Regions from separate parts of the Danio rerio genome. Here region 2 is linked to region 1. Evidence: chromatin contacts called from public HiCAR-type data. All regions are on one chromosome and are shown on one strand. Each heading gives the region's core, a stretch centred on a gene start, on an enhancer-like site or on the middle of the called end of the contact. The rest is flanking DNA. Distances are from core to core; before and after follow the strand shown.

Evidence for each region. HiCAR-type assays count read pairs that join an accessible place to other places.
Region 2: a HiCAR-type map of caudal fin shows a contact between it and region 1, with 6 times the contacts expected there. The contact joins the enhancer-like site here to the promoter of dip2ca in region 1. A contact is called at or near these places in 6 of 18 Hi-C or Micro-C datasets (caudal fin, embryo, hematopoietic stem cells and 2 more) and 2 of 4 datasets of contacts at active chromatin or transcription factors (caudal fin and embryo).

What each region holds. Positions count from the first base shown.
Region 1 is chr24:31,087,335-31,094,750 of GRCz12tu, reverse strand. dip2ca (disco-interacting protein 2 homolog Ca) reads right to left here and starts at 4,343. Exons shown (of 37, transcript XM_073940855.1): 1 at 3,960-4,343. The coding sequence starts at 4,038. It also overlaps a transcript of larp4b not described here.
Region 2 is chr24:31,273,310-31,280,174 of GRCz12tu, reverse strand. The region is part of intron 31 of dip2ca (disco-interacting protein 2 homolog Ca); the gene reads right to left. Among named protein-coding and RNA genes, the nearest start is that of zmynd11, 46 kb to the left of the region's middle. Within about 2 kb of position 2,789, at least 20 of the 62 cell types and tissues checked have an H3K27ac peak or open chromatin away from gene starts, as enhancers often do. A contact at or near this core is called in caudal fin and skeletal muscle, where this site is marked.

The sequences.
Region 1 (7,416 bases), core at 3,094-5,593:
GTTCATTGAACAGTAAGATAAACAGTCCCTTAAAGTCACATCTCGCTTTTAGTTTCGGGCTTTGGCGCGTTTTGCACTCACACTACAAGCATACCGCGCCCAAGCCAAAGTGAACTGCGCTCAGGCCCACCTCTTCCAACCGGGCCAGGGCCGGCCAAGTGAACCATGCCTGAGCCCGATTCATCGCACTCACACTTCTCAAATGATACGGGAAACGGGCCTGGGCACGGTTCGGATAGCATAGTGTGAGCATGCCCTACTGTAAATTCTACAAAAAAGTGTTAACAGCATAATAGTGAGAATTGATCTGATGCCTTTTTTTTCACTGTGAAAAACTCACACTTTTGGTCCGGACTAAACACACTAGAACAATAGAACCTCAAGTGTAAAAACACCCTTAAACATACTAGCTTAAGACTTTTTAGCAAGGTTGAGATAATCCATGTTTGGCTGATGACATGTATTGTATAAACAAAACACATATAGCCCTCATCCTCATATTTTGACCTCATTTAAGCAGGTTCGGCTTTAATTAGGGGCGTCAGACACTTCCATAATTCACACCCAGCATTTAAGATCATGACTTAATTAATAGAATTTTAACATGTAATGGACCGTTTAGTACCATAATGCTTTGTGTGAGTCTACACTAAACAAGTGTCAACCAGAGGTCTTTGAAACCTACTGACTGTGATATGTTTGGTATAAAATGATGCAGTTTTTCCTGACAGAGTCTTTAGTATCATTTGGAGACAAAGGTCTGCTGGAACTTTGAGGCAGGGTAAACAAATGCACAAGCACTTATAGCCTTAAATGGTTCAGATCTACACACAGCAGACAGTTGCACATCTACACACACACACACACACACACACACACACGTTAGAAATGAACACCATGCAATTGAATTAAAGAGATAGTTCACCCAAAAATGAAATCTCTTTCATCCTTTACTCACCCTTTACTTGTTTTGAACCTATTTGAGTAACTATGGAAGTCAATGGGTACCATCGAACAACATTTTTCAAAATATCTTTTTTGGATTCAATAGAAGAAAGCAACTTATAAAGGTTTAAAACCACATGAGGAAGAGCAAAAGATGAGGTAATTTTCATCAAAAAATGAATTTTTGGATGAGCTAAGGCAGGAAATGGAGCACAGGTTACTAGTTCACTCAAACCAGTTTGTGTTAGATGCCAAGAGTGTCAACACGATAAATTATTGTAATTTTACATGCCGGGGTTTCTGATCGGGTCTAAATATTATCAGTATGCATAAACAGAATGATGTATTATAATGCCATGTTAAGAATACCAACTCTGAGCCTGGTTGATACATTCGGCTTTTTTAGCATAAAAAGATTATTGGTAGACTCAATATTAAGTTAATACATACTATTTAAAAGGTCAAAAGATACACTCTGTAGAATTATTGGTTGTGGATTTTTTTTCAAGTAAATTTAGACTTTTTAAGCCATTTCACCCGAATAAGTTCATATCTGACCCAACGTTGTGTCACAGAAGCCCAGCATTTATATAATAATAAGTGTCCATGCAAAAATTACCTTTGCTGTTTGTTCAAACCACTTAAAATGAGCTAAAACAGCACAATTCTTGAGGGTTTTTTTGTGACAACTCAATTGTTTTATGTTCAATCCACTTAATCGATAATAATCATTTGTAAAGTAAAAATTTGTACTTTTTTCAGAATTTAAAGGTTAATATGGCATCAGAACAAGTCTACTTCTGTCATGACAGGAGCATATGCTTCATAATAATGTGTAATAGTTTTGAACGCACCATTTTATGCTCCTATAATCATAATATCATATATTTAAAAAGTGTTAATCTAATGTTATTGAATTTATGCAGAGTTAAGACTATTATTTATTATTTATGGAAAAAATGCAGCATCAAGTGCATCTTTTTGCAGTGTAAAGGTGGCATACAGATGCTATACAGTATAGAAGTCATAAAAAAAGCACTGCTCCATTTTTGGCTCAGTGCAAGAAGAATCCAAAGTCAGAACACACTAAGTTTGGTGCTGTCACAACAAAAGCATAGATTTCATAATGTATAACTATACAGAACTATTTGTTCTGTATTTGCATCTTTATACTATAATCACATTTTTTTAAACAAAAGCTTTTTTTGTTGTGAAAACCTTCAGGTGTAGGTTTTGCATTATAAAGATGGTATAACGATGGTATACAATGTGAACCGCCTTAACACCTGAACCTGTCAGGACAAGAGCATCTGTTTCCTAATGTATTATTAAATGTGTACATTTTATTCATAATTTTGTAATAAAAAACATGTTAATTTTAGTAGTTTTATGAAAGTATTATTGTGCATGTCTGTGCAGATTCAGATGCAGCTTTTGCAGTGTTAAAAACGGCAGAAAGATTGGATACACTACAAAAATACACTATACTGCTTTATTTGTGCTTCTGTGCTAAATGACAGCCTTAAAGTTTGTTGATGATTTATATACTTATATGTTCTATTGCATTATAAGACCATCAGAGCATATTTTGTGGTATAATAAATGCAGCTTTTGTGTAACAGAAACCAAATACGCTGTGAAAAAATATATATTTGCTGCATTACTGTGCAAAATGACAACCTTAAAGTTTGTTGCTGTCCTGACAAAAGCATACGTTTCATAATGTATACCTCTATAAAGAACTATGAGTTCTGCATTTGCATCATTTTACTATCTTTTTTAAAAACTAAAACTTTTGTGAGGTAGAAATGCAGTTTTAGGCAAAGGTTTTTGCATTATAAAGATGTAATAAAGATGGTATGCAACATGAAAACATTTCTGCTTCTGTGCAAAAAAGAAGAACCGCCTTAACATTTGGACAAGAGCATCTGTGTCCTAATGCAATATTCAGTTAGTACATTTTTATTCTTACTTCTGTAATAAAAAACATGTTAATTTTGAGTAATTTTATGTCCATTAGTGTACATGTCTGTGCAGATTCAGATGCAGCTTTTGCAGTGTTAAAGATGGCAGAAATATTGGACATGCTATGAAAATACATGATACTGCTTTATTTGAGCTTCTGTCCGAAATGACAACCTTAAAGTTAGTTTATGATTTGTATCATTAAATGCTCCATGTCATGTTTTTATAATGCTGATTTCACATTATAGTAGACCATCAGGACATATTTTGGTGTTATAATTAATGCAGCTTTTGGGTAACAAAAACCGAATACGCTGTGTAAAAAAACAATATTTGCTGCATTACTGTACAAAATGACAACCTTAAAGTTTGTGGCTGTCGTGACAAGAGCATACGTTACATTATGTACCACTCATACATCCATCATTTCGTGCTTTTATGTTCATAATTTCATACTGACAAACCATAAATCATGTGTAAACCAATATCTGCAGCATAACTACGCCTGCATCTTTTTGCAGAACAAAACAGAGCCTTATATGAAGGGAATAGATGGAATAATGGCGATGCATTTGTAGGAAACTGAACTGCTTGTTTACCAAACTGCTGGTGTACAGAAGACGTTACACTAGCATAAATAACAACACAGCCACAGAAATTCAAAACCATCAACGGCTACATGTAGATTCCACGGCGGAATTTCGAACGCTCGGTCCCTAGGGAAACGCGTTTTCAGAATCCTAACGGAACAGAAAGAATCAATTCCGAAGTCTTTGGTCTCCTCAAGGTCAAATAGATACATTGTAACAAAGAGAATGCGGCGGGAGTTACATCAAACGAACGAACGCCCTTACGAACGCAAGCTCCGCGCTGCTGCGGGGATAATAATTGGCTCCAACATCTGGTGTTGGTTGTGTTGGTATGGTTGGTGGAGGTGGTGGTGGGTTTTGGGGTGGGAGGAGGAGGAGGAGAGGAGGGGGGACGTTAACGTATCCTCCGCAACAACCGTATTGTCGAGCGAAATAAGTCATTTAAAATGCCACTCATACCTTCGGATAACTCCAGCTCCAGCTCAGCCAATCTGGCCCGCACCTCCAATGGAAGGGGCAATGCATCGCGGTCCGCCATTGTCCGTTCAAAGGGGTAAAAATCACTCTCGTCCTCTTTCTTCGACTCTTTCAGCGCGGCTGCCGTTTCTCCGAGTCGCAGCGGTGCATAAGGAGGGCTGCGGGAGACGCGTGTCCAAAAACAAACTGCTCGGTGAACGGTGCTACTCGGGAGATTTTCTGTCCCTCTCAACGAAGCCCCGCCATATCTGAAGGGCTCCGCCGTTGGAGTCAGCAGTGGAAGATGTGGACTGTCAGTGCGGTGAAGCTCACGGGTCGGAGCGCTGTGTGTGTGTGTTTCTCCAGTCTCTCCCTCTCTTTCTCACTGTCACTCTCTCATGACGCAAGGCGAGTGTGGTGTTTTTGGCCGCAAGAGGGCGGAAGAGCGCCTATGTTTATGTTTCCAAAAATAATGCTAGTAATTTCTTGATGAGAATTTAAGTAAAGTCGATCATTATTAATTATCGATAAATTTTAAAATAAACGAATGAATAAAAAGTATTAACTTACATTGTAATAGTAAACTAATACCGTTTTTATTCATAAAATGCATTTGAATAGATACGTATTTTAAGTTCTGATAATTCAGAATATTATTTTTTTAATATATTTTTAGTTGTTTTAAAAATGCAATTAAAAAGGAAACAGGCTTAAGTAGCATTTTTTAAAGTAGTAATGTTAATTTTAAGTTGTACTTCCCATTATAAAAATGAATATGTGTATCCATTTCTTAGTGAATATGGGTAATATGAATCGGTGCATTTGAACAAAACAGATTTATTAAACAGATATCTTTATTAAAATAATATTTTAGTCACAGAACATCTTTGGAAATGAAATGATAATAAATTAAAATTCATGCAAAATATTGCACATAAAAAAACACGTTTTTGTAGATTTTTGCTGTTTTTGAAAATCTTTAATATTTTTCCCTAACATATAAATATGGGCTACTAATTTTTGAACTATTATTGTAAGTGATTTTGTTAGATTAGGTCCAGATTTGGCTTCAGACTAATGTTTATGCACAAATAAAATATTGTAACCCATAATACAGAAAATATGGTGTAGTCATATATGCTGGCACTATATATATATATATATATATATATATATATATATATATATATATATATATATATATATATATATATATATATATATATATATATATAGTTGATATCAGAATTATTAAGCTACATTTGAATTTTTTTTTTTTTTTCCCAAATGATGTTTGACAGAACAAATTTTCACAGTATGTCTGATATTTTTTTGTCTTCTGAAGAAAGTCTTATTTGTTTTATCTTTAAAAACTATTTTAAGGTCCAAATTATTAGAACCTTTAAGCTTTTTTGTGGATAGTCTACAGAACAAACCATCGTTATACAACAACTTGTATAATTACCCTAAGCAGCCTAGTTAACCTAGTTAAGCCTTTACATTTCACTTAAGCTGTATAGAAGTGTCTTGTAAAATATCTAGTTATTATTTACTGTCATCATGGTGAAGATAAAATAAATCAGTTGTTAGAAATGAGTTATTAAAATTATTATGTTTAGAAATGTGTTAAAAAAATTACACACACACATACACAGCTTAAATATCAAATAGCTCTTTCAATCTAACTTAGATATTTACACCATGTTTATTATATTTGTTACTGTTAAGGTAACCAGAATCATGACCAGGTTTTTATGCAGTGTTGAATTCATTCAGCTTGATGCTGTAGTGAACCATCTTTCTTTTACCTTAGACTCAACGGTAATAAAGGGATTGTTCTACTAAAAAAAACACACTTGGTTCTAAACTTTTATAAGTTCTTCAGTTGAACATAGAATGATATTCTGAAGAATGTGGGAAGCATTGACTTACATAGTACACACATTCCTATTGCACTTTTGCTGATTTAAAACATCTTCCTGTGTTCAACAAAAGAAAAAAAGGTAAATCAGGTTTGAAACAAGTAGAGGATGAGTAGATGATGGCAGAATTAAAATGTTTGTGTGAACTACCCCTTTAAGGTCTTTCAGTAATGCTGTGGGTTTCAATATTTCCTTTACTTGCCGATATACACATTCAAAAACTGCAACTAAAAGTCCTGTATCTCCTTTATTCTTGTGGAATAAAGCCTATTAGACCGGAAGGTTGATTTTCATGAAGTATTAACGCTTTTATTATGCCACCTTGTGGTCACTTATGTCAGCCAAAGCCTGAGAAAGAAACCATGACCTGGTTTAAATAAAGCAGCCTAACTGAATAGACATCCAATTTGTCATTAACATTTATTTATTATTTTTTTTTCCCATACATTTTCTCATAACCAATTTTAGGGTACCTTTTTAACATTTTTCCAATTATTTACATCTGTACAAAGAAAGCACACACATACGAGTGTATACATGTACTACAGTTTAGACTACAAGCATTTACACAGAGGAGAAACGAAACAAAACAGAAATCCCATCTCAATCCCAAAAGTATTGTGCTACACAAAATGTAGTGACGAAGGCTTTGTGACGCCTCAACCACATCATCCTTTTTCCTACACTTTGGGAATTGAAAGAAAAACAAAAAAAACAAACAAAAACCTCCAAACTGTCATCTAAAAAGTTAAGGCAGAGACTTTTTTTTCAAGTTTAAATAAAATTCAAGTTTTCAAACACTGTTAATTTATATGTGATGTCTGTTTCCTTTTTTAACACCTTAAAGGTTTATGTAATGAAACTTTCAGAGTATGCTTCATTTGTTGATGGAAAAATAATCAGTTGCATTCAGAGTCAGAAAAATCAACATAAAACATTTTCTTTGATAAACCGAGGGGTAAAAAAAAATAAACAAAAAAATACCGGGAAGATACAAAGAGAATATAAACAACAAGACAAACATCTCAAAGCATTCTGCACGTGCTCCACACTGCAGGAAGACATCAAAACAAAAACATGGTCTGTCTCGCTCGACCCAAACACGGGTGAGAACCAACGAACTGAACGAATGATTAGTAGAAACGAGAGTGACACGGAAACGTACAGGAGAAAGTTCACAAAATAGCGCTGGTCCATGTGTGCTGGAGGCTCAGATCTTTTTTGCTCTTGATGTATACGTCACTATAGAAATGTACACAATCCCACACGTATAATTGTGGTGATATGAAAGCGAATGGTTAAAGGTCATACGACAGACATTGGTGCGTGTTGGTGTCTTTCGCTCCATTTACATAGATAAAAAGCACCAAAGTAACCATGTGACAAACCATAGCACCACACCAGGATAACAAACAAAGCCAAAGAACTCATCTATCATTTAGATCACATCAGACTAGGCACATGAACACTTCACCCTCGCAACCTGAGCACTATTGCAGTGTGAAGATCTTTCAGAATCCAATGAAGAGGCATCAGAT
Region 2 (6,865 bases), core at 1,540-4,039, 190 kb before region 1:
TAGTAGATGCATAACAAAGTTTAGAGATCCACATGTCAAAACTATGTTGTCGGCAAGATTACTTAAATAAGAATGTATTAAGATGGCGTACTGGATCAGATTCAATACGTAGTGGATTTTCTAACATGCATGCACAAGCTGATTGTTGCTATTTTTTGTTGCTAAAAATATTCATAGTATTTACTAAATTACCCATTACAACGTGTATTAATGAACGCCTATAACACCTCTGTACCTATCACAGTTATTACCATCTACACCGACCCCAACCGTAAACCTAACCATCAGTGTTTAATGTCTACACCTACCCCAACCCTAAACTCAACTATCAGTTATTAACGTCTACACCTACGCCTACTCCAACCCTAAAACCAACGGTAACGGTTAGTAACAACTACACCTACAGTACTCCTACTACAACCCTAAACCCAACCGTCACAGTTATTAACGTCTACACCTACTCCAACCCTAAACCTAAACATCTCAGTTATTAACGTCTACAGCTACACCTACTCTAACCCTAAAACTAACTGTCACAGTTAGTAACATCTACACCTACTCCAACTCTAAACCCAACCGTCAGTTATTAACATCTACATCTCCATCTACTCCAACCCTAAACCCAACCATCAGTTATTAACGTCTACACCTACACCTACTCCAACCCTAAACCCAACCGTCAGTTATTAACGTCTACACCTACACCTACTCCAACCCTAAACCCAACCGTCAGTTATTAACGTCTACACCTACACCTACTCCAACCCTAAACCCAACCGTCAGTTATTAACATCTACATCTCCATCTACTCCAACCCTAAACCCAACCATCAGTTATTAACGTCTACACCTACACCTACTCCAACCCTAAACCCAACCGTCAGTTATTAACGTCTACACCTACACCTACTCCAACCCTAAACCCAACCGTCAGTTATTAACGTCTACACCTACTCCAACCCTAAACCCAACCGTCAGTTATTAACGTCTACACCTACACCTACTCCAACCCTAAACCCAACCGTCAGTTATTAACGTCTACACCTACACCTACTCCAACCCTAAACCCAACCAGCGATTGTTATTTGCAACAACAGGGAATGACACAGAGTAGTGAAGAAGTCAGTGAGTGGAGTTGCTAAATGAATGAATTTAATAATATATTAAATTAATAAGTTGTGGATACATTTAGAAAAATTGCATGAAAACAATTGCTGTTAATGTTCTCTAGAAAGTATTATTTCCACCATCTTGCTGACAACATCTAGAATGGTTCAATGGGATCTCAAAAACTTTAAGTTACGCCCCTTTCATGTTACCCTCTCTTGCAGTCCGTGGACAGGAACAGTTTGAAAAAAGTGATGGAAGCACTAAATGCTAACATTTCTTCATGTTGTTATAAACCATTTTGAGGGATGTAAACAAAAACAATGGTACCGTATTTACTGCTGTACAATTTAAATTTCTATAACTTCCGAGAATCCAAAAAGAGCCCCATATTGATAATCTTATGATAACTGTTTTAACATTAAGTTATGATTGAACTGCCTCTTGTTACAGTTATGAAATATTTTGATAACAAGCAGGAAATGTTCATAGGACGATGACTTGACCACATTGAAATGGTCAATAAGGGAAATATCCTAAACCAATCCAATGCAATCCAAATGTAAATATTTTGATTTGTTGGCTAATTCATGTGAATTTTCACGACATAATTAATACATTTTAATACGATTTCCTCAATCCACAATGATGATTATGTTTAGGGGTGGTGTTTGGGGACACCTTTTAAAATTGTACATTTTAATATGAATGAAATTGTTTGAATTAGTCACTTGTGACAAGACATGAAGTTATGTTTCGTTGTGAGATCGGGTTGACAAACCACAATTTCACAATACACAAAATAGTTTGAATCTCTTTTAAGCAGAGAAAGAAGCTTTATTATTACATTACATTTTCCTTTATTTATGACATGAAGTTTTTTAACTGACAGTCCATTTATACAATAAAATTTCCGGAAATTTTTTTATTTATCAAACTAAACAAAATATGATCAAATCTTTAAGTGATGGTACTGAACAAGTATTAACTTATTTGAAGTATTTTCTTTTTGCAATCATTTGCCATCATCTAACGTACACTCACTGTCACATTCATTTCAATGTATCATACTGTGCATCATATTATAGTGATGCCTAAATTGACTTTTAAATGGGCTGAATTTATTTTATTTCTTTCAGTTTATTTTATTAAGACAAATTAAATCAAATACCATTTTTAGAATGAGTAATCTGTTTGGATGTTCTTATTGTCTCTAACTGTAAACGTATAGGAAGCAAACACTGCTTAGAACGGTATTTAAATAAATCACAGTATATGATGTTTGCTGCATTATTTAATGTGCAATAAATCATGTTCTTTTTCTGTGTTGTTAGTACATTACACACATCTCCTCATCATTGACTTTTTAAGAGTTTGATGCATCTGTGGCCCATCTTCGTGACTCATGTGAAATGACCTTCATTAAACAATGCAACTGAGAAATGAACAGACCGAAGACGAACAACTGCTGCCTCTGAGCGCGAGCAACAAACGAACACTCATCATTCCGATAAAACGAATGCAATTATTTTCCATGACTGTTCATTATAATGCGCTCAGACGCCCCAACTCCATCTGACCGGGGAAATAAATATCAGCAAGTGCATGATTTAGCCCATGACATAACCAGGCCAGCAGAGGTCTCTCTATGTCTGAAGAACAGGCGACGCATTTCAGATCACTGACTCACGAGCTGGAGTCTGAGATATTTCATGTTCCAAACAAAGGCTCTTGTGTTTGTGATGTCACTGTAAAACAATGTGGCGTTTGAGGGAGGGGAAGCACCATTCCTGCTAATGGCTGTGATTCTAGTGCTCTACGCTACAGGAACACTACTAATGACTGCAGCTGCACACAAACACACAGCTCTTCTTGACCCAGTGGAAGTTCAGGACGGTTGATCTCACCTATCTGAGTACTGTAGTCAGCGCATTAGGTGGTACCAGGCTCAAAATGTACTTTTCGTTTAGAGGTAACATGTGATCCCTGAAATTGATTTTCTGTTGTTTTTTTTTTACCATAATAAGAGAAGTGAAAGTAATTTACCTTTTGAACTTCATATGTGTTGACTATTATATCAAATAATTTAAATCAATCAGAATAACTGTTGCCAGTAACAAGAAACTGTAGGTAAATTATGTTTTTTAATGTAAATTTTAACAGCATACGCCAATATTATAACCAGTGCTGTGGGAACGCATTACAAGTAACACAAGTTACATAAGGCTAGTTTCAACAGACTGGTACTGTATAGGTCGGTATGGGTCACCCTTATCAGGCTTGCGTTTCCACTGCCAAAAGGGTACCAAGGGTAGCCTTACAACAGAAAGTTTTAGTCGATGTTATTCCCGCTCAAGGAAATTTCAAAGTAAAGCTGTACTGGTCGTTCATATATTGCAGAAGAAGCACTTCTCACAAAACAGATATACTGTAAATGTTCATTACTAACTTTTCTATGGACATGATTTGATTATAACTGCAGATCAATGACAATGCGAAATAGCCTACTGTAACGTCTGCAATTATATTAAATAAATAAATGCAACATACAGTTGAAGTCAGAATTTTAATGTTTCACACTACAAAATATCGTAAACAGGAACCTTGGGCACATCTGAGCATTTGAAAATGGTTTTCTTTTTTCTCTTGCTGGTGCCATTTTGTTTATAAAACCTGAGAACAATGGAGTCAATCCAGAGCCTTATATACTTGCTACATAAAATAAAGCTTTGCAAATGAAAAATAAAGTATTGAGCAAAAAACTGTCAAAAAAAAAATTTCGCAAATGTTTTGAGAGATAAAAAGAACTGCAAATAAAAATCAGGTAGTGCAAAATATATATGGAAAATATTTTTTTCCACCACTGCCTTTACAAAACTTCTCAAGCTTTTCAGGCAACAGTGAGTTTGCGATACTATTTTCACTTCGCACATTTCTGCTAGTGATAGGTCATTCTTTCTGAACGAATCTTTTATATGACTCAAGAACAGCGAGTCCTCTCAGAGAATGATTTGTTCATTCGCACATGTGCACGTTGTACAGGTGAAGATTAGTTAATTTTTATGAGTCTTCTATCAGGTTTAAGTCGTTCATTCATCAGATAAAAGACAGAAGCCAATCATATACAGTAGAAGCTGAAAAAAGATTTGATCCATTCATTTCTCGAGTCCTCGGGTTTGAGTCATATCTTTACATGCTGTCATGTGATGAACGAATGATTCAAATACCAGAAGACTCAAAAGGTTAACTAATTATGAGTGTTTCCAGCTCAGACTGTACACATTGGTTAAGGTTATAAGGGACTGTCAGTGTCACCTGAACGAACGACACGATTTGAAGACATCCCAGAAGAGGTGAGCAGAGCAATCACAAATAAAACACCAGGTAAACAATGAAGAATTAATTTATCTTTCTTAGTAGCATAGCATAGTAGCATTCTAGTTATGACTTGTATCTTGTGTGATTAACGTTTGGTGTAGTTGTAGATGTGTTTGGAAGCATCTCGTAACGTTTTATTGTTATTTTGGCAAAATGAAGTAAATGACTCAAAAAAAGATTTGTTCATCTTGATAAACGAGACTCAAAGGTCTGAGTCAGTAAAATTATTCGAACGTCTCATCACTAATTTCTGCACGTTTCACTTTCTGGCCCTGATTTTATGAGGGGGCAGAGTCAAAGGAACTGGGGCGTGTTCGACAGGTCTGGGCCTGCCTCCAATTAAGTGACGTTATCACCCGGAATCACGTGGGAAGGACGTCCTCATTTTCGAGAGAAGGTTCGCTGCATAATGTTATGATTAACGCGTGTAACAGCTACGAGCATTAACTGCACCAAAATCATGTCACATAGCCCACATGAAAAAAATACTATGAAATACTATCATTTTTTGCTCAGTACTTTATGTTTTGTTAGCAAAATGGTATTTTGGGTGGCACGATGGCTCAGTGGTTAGCACTGTCGCCTCACAGCAGGGTCACTGGTTTGAGTCCCAACTGGGTCAGCATTTCTGTGTGTGTTCAGTTCCAAGACTGCAAGAGTGCATGGGTGTTTCCCAATATTGGGTTGCAGCAGGAAGGGCATCCGCTGTGTAAAAAAATGCTGGAATAGTTGGCGATTCATTCCGCAGCGGCGACCCCTGATAAATAAGGGACTAAGCTGAAGAAAAAAAAAAATTATGAATGAAAACAGTATTTTATATTGCAAGTATATAAAGCCCTGAACTGACTCCATAGAGATCCACCTTGGTCAAAATAACCTTTGCCAACACCAGCTCTGAGGTGAGATCAACCCGAGGGTGCCTTTCCACCAGCCCTTCAGGTCAGCCATTAGTCTGATAAATTAGTCACACTGATTTAGATGAATCCGGCCGGTCCCTTCCACTACATTAGCAAAAGCCACACACCGCAAGAATCATGAGCCCAGCAGCAGCAGCCGAGGGGTCAAGAAGCTAAAGCTGAATCCCAATCAAACCTCTGGACTTCCATACCTGATCAGCAAGCTTCCCGAGCCTGTGCGGCTACAACAGCCAGGTGACGGATGAGTGAAGGAGAGAGCGAGGAGAGAGGAATACAGTGAAGGTGACCAAGAAAAGGAAGAAATATGAAACAAAACTAAAGGAGGAAATGAGATGCATAAGGGGCCATAAAACAAACAACATGCAGAGTGACAAAAAAGGGAAGATATTTTTGTAATAATATTGAATATTTTAATTAAGATCATTTTGTAATAAATGATTGTTTATATATATAATTATCAGACCTTTATAAAATAATAAAAAAATAACATTTTACTTTAATCCACACTTAAGAAATCCTGTAAATCCAGAGAAAAAGACCATTTCTAAGCAGTAAGTAGTCTCTTAATTTTTCTATTGATATAAACAATATTTTATAATGATTATACTACTCTGATAACACCAAGCTTCTCAAAGACTCATTTCTGCACATCCCACAATCCAGATGAAGAAGAAACCGTGATGCTGTTCAGAGAATCTTATGATTTAATGGTCATTAGGCTCCTAATGTAAAATATCTCTAGTTTGTAACCATAGAAACACCTGCTGTTTAATCAAGTGCTGCTGAGATGATTTTGCTTGGTAACAAAAAATCTCCAAAATCTTTCAGAAAAGCAGGTGGGTGGAAATCATTACCACTCTGAATGTAAAAACTGTTTTCATATAGTTCACATCAGTCTTTTGTCTCATAACAAGATTTGATATGTGACACTGACCCTGTATAATATCTCATTTAAATGCACAGCCAGGTACTTACCAGATCAATAAATAAATATATAGACTTGAAAAGCTGACTGTAATTTATTTGATTATATTTTATAGATTATCATTCAGTTTCTCCCCAAGGATACATTTAGTTATTCAAAAAACAGCATTGATATTATGAAAAATATATATTTTAATTATATATTTATTAAAATCTGGATTTTTAGCATCATTACTCTAGTCTTACGGGTCAGATGATCCACCAAAATGTCTATTAATATAACAGTTTGCCTAATATTTTTTTAATAATTGCTAAAAACAGTTGTGTTGCTTTATATTTCTCTGGGAACTGTGAAATATTTTTATTTATATATTTTAGTAAAGTAAATATTTAATAGAGTAGTCAAAATTAATCAGGAATATTTCTGAATCATTCATTCAATATTCACGTTTGCAGTCTTTTTCGCATCACAGAATTCTAAACCAACCAATCAGAATCAAGTATTCTAGAAAGACGTATCAATAAAAACAGCATTGATAT